3 separate regions of the Zea mays genome follow, and regions 1 and 3 are each linked to region 2. The links are chromatin contacts, called in public Hi-C maps. All regions are on one chromosome and are shown on one strand. The core of a region is the stretch at or near the end of the contact, and the rest is flanking DNA. Distances in the headings are between cores, read along the strand shown.

Region 1 (3,350 bases), core at 382-2,881, 200 kb before region 2:
GTGTCGCCCGATCGACCCCGTGATAACGCGCGCGATGGCCAATAGCCACCCGGACCTGGGGATCCGGCCGGCAGGCGGGCGGGCAAGCCGGCCGGCCGGCCGGACGGATCGGATCGGAAGCGCAGTGGCAGGCAACATCGCTTGCATTGCATTGCATTGCATGCGCCACGCGACTGTCACGTGAAAGGGTCGGCGCACGTACGCTGTCCGGTCGGGGCCTCCGACATGGCAGAGCGGCGCAGGGGTTCCAGTTCCACGTCGGTCCCTCCGAGATTTTTGCGTGCGTTCAGTACTACAGTAGACTCGCGTGTGTGTGGCCAACAAGCGCATGCGGCCCGGCCGGCCGGGCATCATATACATACATTGGTTGGCGTACAGGTACGCGCGTAGAATATTGTTAGCTAGATCATGAATGGTGGCGCGACGCGCGTGGACATGGACAAACTCGAGCGTTCGTGCGCTACGCCGATCATGCTCCTAGCTAGCTTAATTGATCATCGTATTGTGGCATCTAGCTTTGTTGCAGTTTTTTCACTGAATTAGATACTAAAACAGTAAAGCTAAGACGATTACTGGACTGGTTATAGTGATAAAAAAAAGGTCTGATGGCCTTAGTCTAACACTGACGATACTGCAGTCTGCAGACATCAGACAGGCGGATGGGGACAGAATTGCGTACGTACGTGCGTATGCTAATAGGGGCATCTTTTGGGTCTGCTGCAGCGGTGTTTCGAGTCGACTCCGTTCTCTTTAATTTAGCAGACAAGTGTAAACTTGACTAGCATGTTTTTTTATTAAGAATCCCGATGCGATTAGAGTGTCTGCTGTGCACGTATGTGTGTGCAGGACAAAACACGTGCTCCGTGTCTTACTGTTGTGTGTGACACTACGTGCATGCATGCATGTAACTTACTAGTAGCAGCATGCTGGCAGTAGATTCCCTTTTGCTAACGTGGATTAGCACGTATATATTCCATTACAAGTCTAGGGATAGAATTTTATGATCGTCTGGAACTTGGAGATACAACGAGGTTCCTCCTCCTACCGGGGATTTTCTCGTAATGCAAGTTGGACCTCACCACGAAAATCTACTATTTGGAAACATTCAGCCCATACTTACTAGATTGGTTTCCGAACTGTAGACCAAGTTGGAGTTGGGTAACCACTCTCTCCGACCGTAGCTGGCAAGCCTGGCCTTGCGGAGCAAGGTGAGGAGAGCTGGGCTGGCCGCGTAGCGTAGACCAGCCAAATCCGCTCTACTTATTCTCCTTCCGTTTACCAGCCAAATCAGCACGTGGCAGATCGGGGGGACACGGACTGCCTACCGGTGGGCTATGCATGAGAGAGGCGAGCTGCCGCAGTGATTAGACAGAGAGAGACACGCGGGCCCAACTCGTCCTCTTTGGCTCTCCCTCTCTCTCTCGTTGCAGACTTGTAGTGCAGTGGAGGCGTGGAGATCGAATCAACTGCTCGTCTGCTCTACAACACCAGACCACCCTTGCTTCCTGTCCCTCCGCTACACGCACTTGCGCTCCGACCCAATCTGGATCCAACCACGAGCCAGCTCGCTATAAAGGCACCCTCTCCCTTTCTGTCTCCCTCACAACTCAGTTATTCTACAGCTTTAATTTTGCAGAGCGACCACCAGTCCAGGTCCAGCGCGGGACGCATCACATACACGCGGTACCTTCGTTCGTTCTCAAGCTTATAGCGCCCGATCGACCCTGCGCGGAGCTAGTTCGTTCGTTCCGGCAGGCGGCGGCAGCGAAGCAGTGCGACGACGACGACGAGGTACGTAGAGAGCGAGAGGATAGATGTCGAGCCGAAGGTCGTCGTCGCACGGCAACATCTCCGAGGACGAGATGAACGAGCTCGTCTCCAAGCTCCAGGCCCTGCTCCCCAGCTCCCGCCGCCGCCGCGGCTCCGGCCAGGTGCGTCGTCGGTCGCGAACAGATGGCTGACCCGCTCAACATCTCCGGGGCGCTGTGCAGTGCATATGCATGCATGCTCGCCTTTTTTTCCAGTTTTAAACGTCTAAAATGCGCGCGGCGGGGCGGGGACATGACATGCATAATGCAGGCGTCGACGGCGAAGCTGCTGAAGGAGACCTGCAGCTACATCAAGAGCCTCCAGCGGGAGGTGGACGACCTCAGCGACCGGCTGTCGGACCTCTTGTCCACCATGGACCACAACAGCCCCGCGGCGGAGATCATCCGAAGCATCCTCCGCTCCTGAGCGCGCGCAAGGGCGAGGTCAACGAACGCCGGCCTCCGATCGATCGCCGACAGCGCGCGCTCTCCGGCCGGCTGGTCACGTGCGGGAGCTGAGCTCAATTAGGTAGCTAGGGTATATATACATATAATATATATATCTACATGTACGTGTATCTACCTTTTCCTTTACCAGTCTCCCTAGATCTGAGATCATGTGGCTAGCTCCGTATAAAAATGTACTAGCCACACGCTGACACGCACACGTATGCATGATGGTCTCTGCGCTAAGCTTCACTGGGTAGTAGGGTATAGCACTAGAGCCTAAGCAAGCTTATCCTCCTCACTTTAGTATAGCTCGCAGCAGCAGCAGTCTCTCGATTCCTCGGCGATCTTCGGTGGCTTAATTGGATCGAGCTGGCTAGTGCGCTCTCTCTCTCTCTCTCATCTCTAGCAGGCAGGAAAAGAGACAACCGACCGACCACTACTAGCCTAGCCTAGAGCAAATTGACTGTCGTTATGATGATGATGATGTACTGCTAAAGCTTTTATTAACGACTTCAATAACATGTACGTCCTGCGGTTAGTGCTTTGTTTTTCACTCACCGTGCCATGCATGGCGTTAAGAAATGCAACCGCTGCGTGTCTGTACTGTATTTAGTGCCCTGCCTTTTCATGCATGTATGTTCCCTGGCACTCTCGGTCCAAATTTTAATTTGTACTTACACGTACGCTCTAGAAACGTGAAACGTCGCGTTTACTTTGGAGATGGAGATCGATTAGGAATTTACGCCTGTACATGCATGGGTCTGGTTTATGCGGTTTCTGGACAAAAACCAACACAATCCACAAAGCGACATCAGTCCCGCCGTTTTCTGCCTCAGACGTACTGCGCCATGCCATATGCCATATGCCAGGCATCCGCGTCGGTGCTGCTGCCAGGCCAACTGCCGCCGGGGCCTCGCTCGGCGCCGTCGGCATGGCTGCGCCCGCCGCGTCTCCGAGATCCTTGACGTACTGTCACACTCATTACTTCATTAGCATACGCGCGCTCGATCGGTGCATGGATACCGACGGCACGTACGCACGGGCGTCGTGGCAAATCAGGCTCTCTGGTGCGCGCGTCGACCTTTCTTCCAC
Region 2 (3,383 bases), core at 192-2,691:
AGAAGGGCTGTGAAAAGTTGTACTTGTTGCCATAGAGCTGGTGGTGAATGTCATGATAAGCACAGTTATTGTTGAACAGCGCCTGGAGGATGTTACCAGGAAGCCACAGCCCACAATGATCATCCACAGTTTTGATGGTTGCGAAGGAGAAAAAGAATATGGCTGTCCGCGGAGTCATACCAGAGACAAGGAATGAGAGTGCACCACCAATGGTGTCCAGAATAAGGCCCTCAAGAGGGTGGTTGTATAGAGCTCCGAAGGAATAAGGAACTACAAGGGTGTGGTGCTTGGAGTGGATGTGTTTATACAGAAACTTGTTAATGTGCATGTATCTGTGCATGAAGTACTGCCATGTGTCCATAATAACCATTGCAGTTATAAACTGCAACGCTATTATAAGAGCAGGAGGTTGCTTCTGTCCAATACCACTCTCATCACCAATAACCTGTGTGTGTTGAAGGAAAATGTCAGCATGTTAACGACCTATCTACATAGATGATGTGTATCGAACATTCACTGAAGAATCATTTTTTAGGAACCCAAATGAAACATTATGAATTCTTGTAGTCCCTTATTCCAAAATCAGTAAGCTGGTTCCAAAATCAAGACTCAGTGACTCACCATAGAGCTACATATGAGTATATGACATATCCCCTAGATCGTTGATTTATATTCAAACTCTTAGTGCTATTCCAATCAACATGGTTAACCCAGCAGCCACCCACTATACTGACACAAGGGTTTTAATCCACTTCACAAGCTACATGTGTACTGAAAATTATGTTCAGCTCTGAAACCCTCAAAGAATGCAAGTGAGACATGTTTGCTAACAATCACCTAAAGTCTTCAATGACCAACAACAAAAACAATCCTAGAATTCCGTGGTACAGATAAGGGAACAGCTGGCGCTGAGGAGGAGGAGGAGACTACCGCGAAGAGCGTGAGCGAGACGGCGACCTGGAACACCTGCTGGAGGAGAACGCCCCTGACGACGGCGGCCCTGGAGACGACGTTCTTAGTGGCGGCCTCCTCCCTGGTGTGCAGCCGGTACCCGTCGAGACGCCCCACCCCGTCGAGCGCGACGTAGAGCCCCGAGTAGAGCCAGTACACGGCGATCGGCACGAACGTGCCCAGCAGCTCGTCCGACACCGCCCCGATCCCCATCGCCCCCGCTCCGCCGCCTCCGGCTCCCGGCGGTCGGGTTAAGGAGGCAAAATCACGGGCGAGACGTGCGCGAGGGACGGGGACGGGTAACCGGGCGGGCCAACCCGGATCTCCACGACGGCGGCAGAGGGAGGAGGAGGATGAACCAGAGTTGGATTTCCCTGGCGACGTTGGCGGCCGCGGCGGGCAAGGGAGAGGGAGATGTATATATGGCGGTGGCGCGGCGCGGCGGTCGCCGACGGTCAAAACGGAGGTTGGGGGCGGGCGTTGGTTGCAATGCGAAGGAGGGTTTCGGTCGCTTCCCGACGAACCCGGCCGGACGATGCTGGTGCTGGCCACTGCACAGGCGGCGGCCACTCGGTGGTGAGGACTGAGGACACCACCAGGTAATCTCCTGACCGTCTGATTAGACACAACGGACGGCTCACATCTTTTACAGATTTTTTTCACGGTCGTATCAAGTACGACTTCTTCCATTCTTAAATATTTGATGTTGATGCTGCATAGTTTATTTATGAACTAGAAAATATCAAATAAAAATGTGTTTTAAAAAAATGTTATACTAGATTTTTTTTTTCCTTAGAGCTGATTTGATGACCATTGAAATGAAGGGGATACATCACCAAATCAGCTCTCGTTCTCACGAGTCACGGCGACTAGATATTTTACCCATCTTCAGTAACTAGATACTGTAGACTTGTAGTTTGACATTTCGTCTGGATTAACAATGCCTTCCAGAATTGCAACGGCAATTGGCAACCATGTGTGAGCTCAGCTGAGTGACGAGACCTTGTGATGTTAACGTCTGCAGGTTCCTGCTTGATGCCTCGACCAACGTCGTTTTCGGATTTTTGGAGCACCCCACCTTGAGCCGGCCGGAGCTGCCGCTGCAGTTATGCTGAGAGTATTCGTGGACGGTGGACGGTCTCCGGGTGGCCTGGCATCACACGCAGCGCACCAACCGTTTGCTTATGGCGAAGAGGAAAACTAGTGCACTAGCCAGTGAGATAATGTTGTTAATGATAAAGGTTAATGTGGTTGAAAACTACCAGAACCGATCGAGACAACTGGGTAGCACATGCAACAGCCTATCCGCAAAACTTCGACCAAGAACTGGCCTATGAACTTCGCCAATTTTCATGTCTGTAAAATATCCTATCTGCAGGACAAGCTTCGCGACTGACCTTTTTTCATGTCTGTAAAACGTCATGTAAGTAGGATCACGATTCCAAATATCACTTCACAAAAAGTTAGAGCTTAGTTAAAAATAAATAGGAATAAAACCCGATTCTAATCTTATTCGATCCTTAAAATTTGTAGTGTAAAATCTAGAACACATTACCACCCATACCTATATGCAAGACAAACTTCGCCAATTTTCATGTTTGAAAAACATCCTGGCAGCCACCATGTCTAAAGCAGTTGCCCACCGTGTGTCGGCAAGATCTACTTCGTCTATTTCACTCAAGGTCTATTCCTTAAATTGGTCTCTTAATTCCTATGCGACTCTATATCGTCTGGGGACGTCATGGGTGACCTATCGACCCGGATCACCCTAAGATCTTCCAAGGGGGTGGGATCTAGGTTCCTGCAAGGAAGAAGACCCTGCGTCATCGCGGACCATTCGACCCAGAGCGCGGACCGTCCGGTTCGGCACAGGGAAGAAGACGCTTCCGTCGTCAGGTCGCGGACCGTCTACGCTGCCGCAGAGAGCACCACTAGAGGACCCGGTGACCCGTCGCGGACCGCCACCGTCGTCCACCTCGCAGAGCCAAACCCAAGGTATTGCTCATCACGAGAAAACTCTAGGGTTCGTTATTGTTTGGCTCCAAATAGGTGACGACCATCATATAGGCTGCTCGGTGCTCTAAAGATCTTCAACTTCATTCGGCTCTACATCATTTAAAGGTGTCAAGTATCGCCAGCCGGTTTATTCTAGTGTTTAGTGACCAAATAAGACTGGTTTATAAAAACTAAACATACTAAGTTTATAGAAACTGGATTCTTAGTTTCTTAAAAAAACAAAAAAACTAGATTCACCTAGCTAAAGTCAATTTATGAAAACTGTGGTGATTCTAAACACTATTAATCAGTTTTTTTATAAACCGGTTTCTAGAAACTTGATTCTTAAAAACTTGGTTGCTTTCGAAAAGGGCGTAACAAAAACAGGTCATGGTGGGAAAGCGACTATGATCCACTAACTGCGGCAAGTAACTACA
Region 3 (3,183 bases), core at 343-2,842, 200 kb after region 2:
CGGCTGTGCACGGTGAGCTCGACGACGACTCCGTCTTGCCCGCCTCGTGCTCGCGATGGATGTGAAGGCGGAGGTCGAAGCGCCTGGGGCAGGGCGTGGTGGAGACGAACCTCCCGCATCGCTTCGTCAGGTTGGGCACGTCGAGGCCCCTGGAAAGCAACGACCAACGGTCCCCGGGGGAGCGGGAGGGCGGACAAGGAGGCCGACGCGGCGTGGGATAGGTAAGCATAGTGGAGGAACGACTGCTTGACAGGGGGAGCAGGACTTGGGATCCAGGCTGCGGGCACCGCGCCGCCGCCGCTTAGGGTTTTGGATCCGAATAGGGGAGGCAAAACAGGGATCGCGAGCAGGTGTGCATCGGGGAAGAGGGCGCACACATCGGACGACAGAGGGACTTTATGGCGTATTGGACGGTCCAGATCGCTGCAAGGCAGAACATGTCAGAGGCAGCCTACCCCTTAGAGTCTTAATAGGTAGTATAGATACTTCTTGCGGTATGCTTTGGGTTGGTTCGGATTTGCGTGGTTCTATGGGCTGTTCAGAATTACGACGCCTGGGCTTTGATGTCGGCCTCATGGGCCACCATTTTTCTCGGTGCAGAAATCCAGCCTTCTATGGGATACACGCGTCCCACTTGTCAGTCAGAAACGATCGACCAAAGAATCTCTCATGTCTCAGCTTCCAAACTCCGGGACCCGTTTCTGTATGGTATGGATAAGAGTATGGACCAACAGCGCACACCCATTACTCCACGTGGTGCACGTAATGATGAACCCTGGCCCGCAGGTCAATCACGCCGCGAGTAAAAAAAATAACTTTGGAGAAAAAATTATCTCCCACGCAAAATGCAAAAAACCACACCAAGCCCCCGTTCCCTCCCTGTGCTTTATTTCGTTTTCGTCGTCCCCGACTCCCCGTACGCGCTCTCGCTCTCCAGGGCCCATCATCCACGCCTTAACACCGGCCGCACAAACTAGCGCAGATCTCCCCCCACTGCTTAATTCCCTCGTGGCTCGTGCGCGCGCTGCTCGCCATACACGCTCCAGTAGAGATGGCAATGGGGACCCGATCCCCGATTCCCCGCGGGGAATTCCTCCATTAGGGGATGGGGATGGGGAAGAAACTTCCCCCGCGGGGATATAAACGGGGAAAATTTATCCCCCGACGGGTAAACGGGGATGGGGACGGGGAAGCATTCCCCATCCCCGTTCCCCGCGGGGACCCGTTAAACTTGTACGTGACTATGTTTTTGTGTACTAGTTAACGACAAAAATAAATAATTACCTTATCAAGAGACCACTAATTGTACAAATGTGTTCATTTTGATGTATGCATAATGATTTCTTATATCTGACAATGTGTATAAGTGACAATATTTAACATTAATAGCAAAGTACGTATGTCTTAATTGTGATTTAAACGGGGATGGGGATCCCCGTTGGGGATTTATCCCCGCGGGGAACAGGGATGGGGAAGAAATGCTCCCCGCAAGCGTTCGTGGGGATCCCCGCGGGGAAGTTTTTTCGTCGTGGGGACGGGGATGGGGAGCTATTCCCGGGCGGGGAATTCCCCGTTGCCATCCCTACGCTCCAGGCTCTCGTTTCCTGGTAGGCGCTGGTACAAGCGGAAGCAGCAGTAGCGTGAGGCATCCCCATGCCGGGGGCAATCTCTTCCTCGTCGTCGGCTTTTCTCCTCCCCGTCGCGTCCTCCTCGCCGCGGCGCAGGCGGGGCAGTGTGGGTGCTGCTCTGCGCTCGTACGGCTACAGCGGCGCGGAGCTGCGGTTGCATTGGGCGCGGCGGGGCCCGCCTCAGGATGGAGCGGCGTCGGTACGCGCCGCAGCGGCACCGGCCGGGGGCGAAAGCGAGGAGGCAGCGAAGAGCTCCTCCTCGTCCCAGGCGGGCGCTGTTCAGGGCAGCACGGCCAAGGTTGATTTACTCGGAACATTTATTAACTCGATTTTTTCCCGCATGAAAAAGTACTCCGTATAAAATTGCTATTGGGTTTATGCACAGCTTGCTTGTCAAATTCAGCACCAACTCACCGTTTCTGACGGAAATGCAGCTGCACATGCAGTTTTAGCCGCTCCTTTCTCATGATCAACTACCACATGTGACACACGCGCTTGTATATTTTAGATGCGGATCGCTGAACTCTGTACTAGGTGAGCTTCGCTGATGCTAAGTTTCTAGCTGTGTCCCAAACCTGTTTACTCAGGCTGTGGATTCTGCTTCACCTCCCAATCCTTTGACATCTGCTCCGAAGCAAAGTCAGAGCGCTGCAATGCAAAACGGAACGAGTGGGGGCAGCAGCGCGAGCACCGCCGCGCCGGTGTCCGGACCCAAAGCTGATCATCCATCAGCTCCTGTCACCAAGAGAGAAATCGATGCCAGTGCGGTGAAGCCAGAGCCCGCAGGTGATGATGCTAGACCGGTGGAAAGCATAGGCATCGCTGAACCGGTGGATGCTAAGGCTGATGCAGCTCCGGCTACAGATGCGGCGGCGAGTGCTCCTTATGACAGGGAGGATAATGAACCTGGCCCTTTGGCTGGGCCTAATGTGATGAACGTCGTCGTGGTGGCTTCTGAATGTGCTCCTTTCTGCAAGACAGGTAGGTTGCATTTCAGCTGAGTTTCTCCGTCCAAAATAAGCGACTGCTCTGACAACCGTTGCCGCATAGGTGGCCTTGGAGATGTCGTGGGTGCTTTGCCTAAGGCTCTGGCGAGGAGAGGACACCGTGTTATGGTATTCATCTCTTTCATTTTCGTTATATCTATGCACCCTACGAGAGACAGCAGATACTGTTTCAGCTGCCATGCGCCTGAATGCAGATTCTGAACTCTTGTCCTTTGCGAAACATGGGGAAAAAATTAAGATCACATAGTCATACTTCTGTAACCACAAGTTTTGTCTCAGTGCTCTAATGTACTTCCACAAAAAAAAGGAGGAAATTATAATTCATATATGACCAGAAAAGTAATGCAATTTTGTGTCCTGATGTTAGGTCGTGATACCAAGATATGGAGAGTATGCCGAAGCCCGGGATTTAGGTGTAAGGAGACGTTACAAGGTAGCTGGACAGGTATGAAAAAAGTGGAAACAAAGTCGCTGTAGAACCGATCCTGTATGAAAGAAAGAAAATATGCTAGACCTGATTTTTTTCCTCCTGTGATTTTCAGGATTCA

What was found. Hi-C and Micro-C count contacts between places; a contact is called where the count stands out from the background.
Region 1: a contact with region 2 is called in a Hi-C map of tassel, with 3 times the contacts expected there. The contact joins the promoter of LOC100286033 here to the promoter of LOC100277100 in region 2. A contact is called at or near these places in 2 of 25 Hi-C or Micro-C datasets (ear and tassel).
Region 3: a Hi-C map of bundle sheath shows a contact between it and region 2, with 4 times the contacts expected there. The contact joins the promoter of LOC541656 here to the promoter of LOC100277100 in region 2. A contact is called at or near these places in 3 of 25 Hi-C or Micro-C datasets (bundle sheath, ear and tassel).

Annotation. Positions count from the first base shown.
Region 1 is chr4:186,815,356-186,818,705 of Zm-B73-REFERENCE-NAM-5.0, forward strand. It overlaps LOC100286033, which reads left to right and starts at 1,632. Exons shown (of 2, transcript NM_001158921.1): 1 at 1,632-1,931; 2 at 2,080-2,865. The coding sequence starts at 1,815. The coding sequence ends at 2,235.
Region 2 is chr4:187,012,091-187,015,473 of Zm-B73-REFERENCE-NAM-5.0, forward strand. It overlaps LOC100277100, which reads right to left and starts at 1,442. Exons shown (of 2, transcript NM_001350250.1): 1 at 931-1,442; 2 at 1-445. The coding sequence starts at 1,164.
Region 3 is chr4:187,214,001-187,217,183 of Zm-B73-REFERENCE-NAM-5.0, forward strand. LOC541656 (starch synthase homolog 1) reads left to right here and starts at 1,593. Exons shown (of 8, transcript NM_001111410.2): 1 at 1,593-1,926; 2 at 2,216-2,609; 3 at 2,679-2,743; 4 at 3,003-3,080; 5 at 3,178-3,183. The coding sequence starts at 1,654.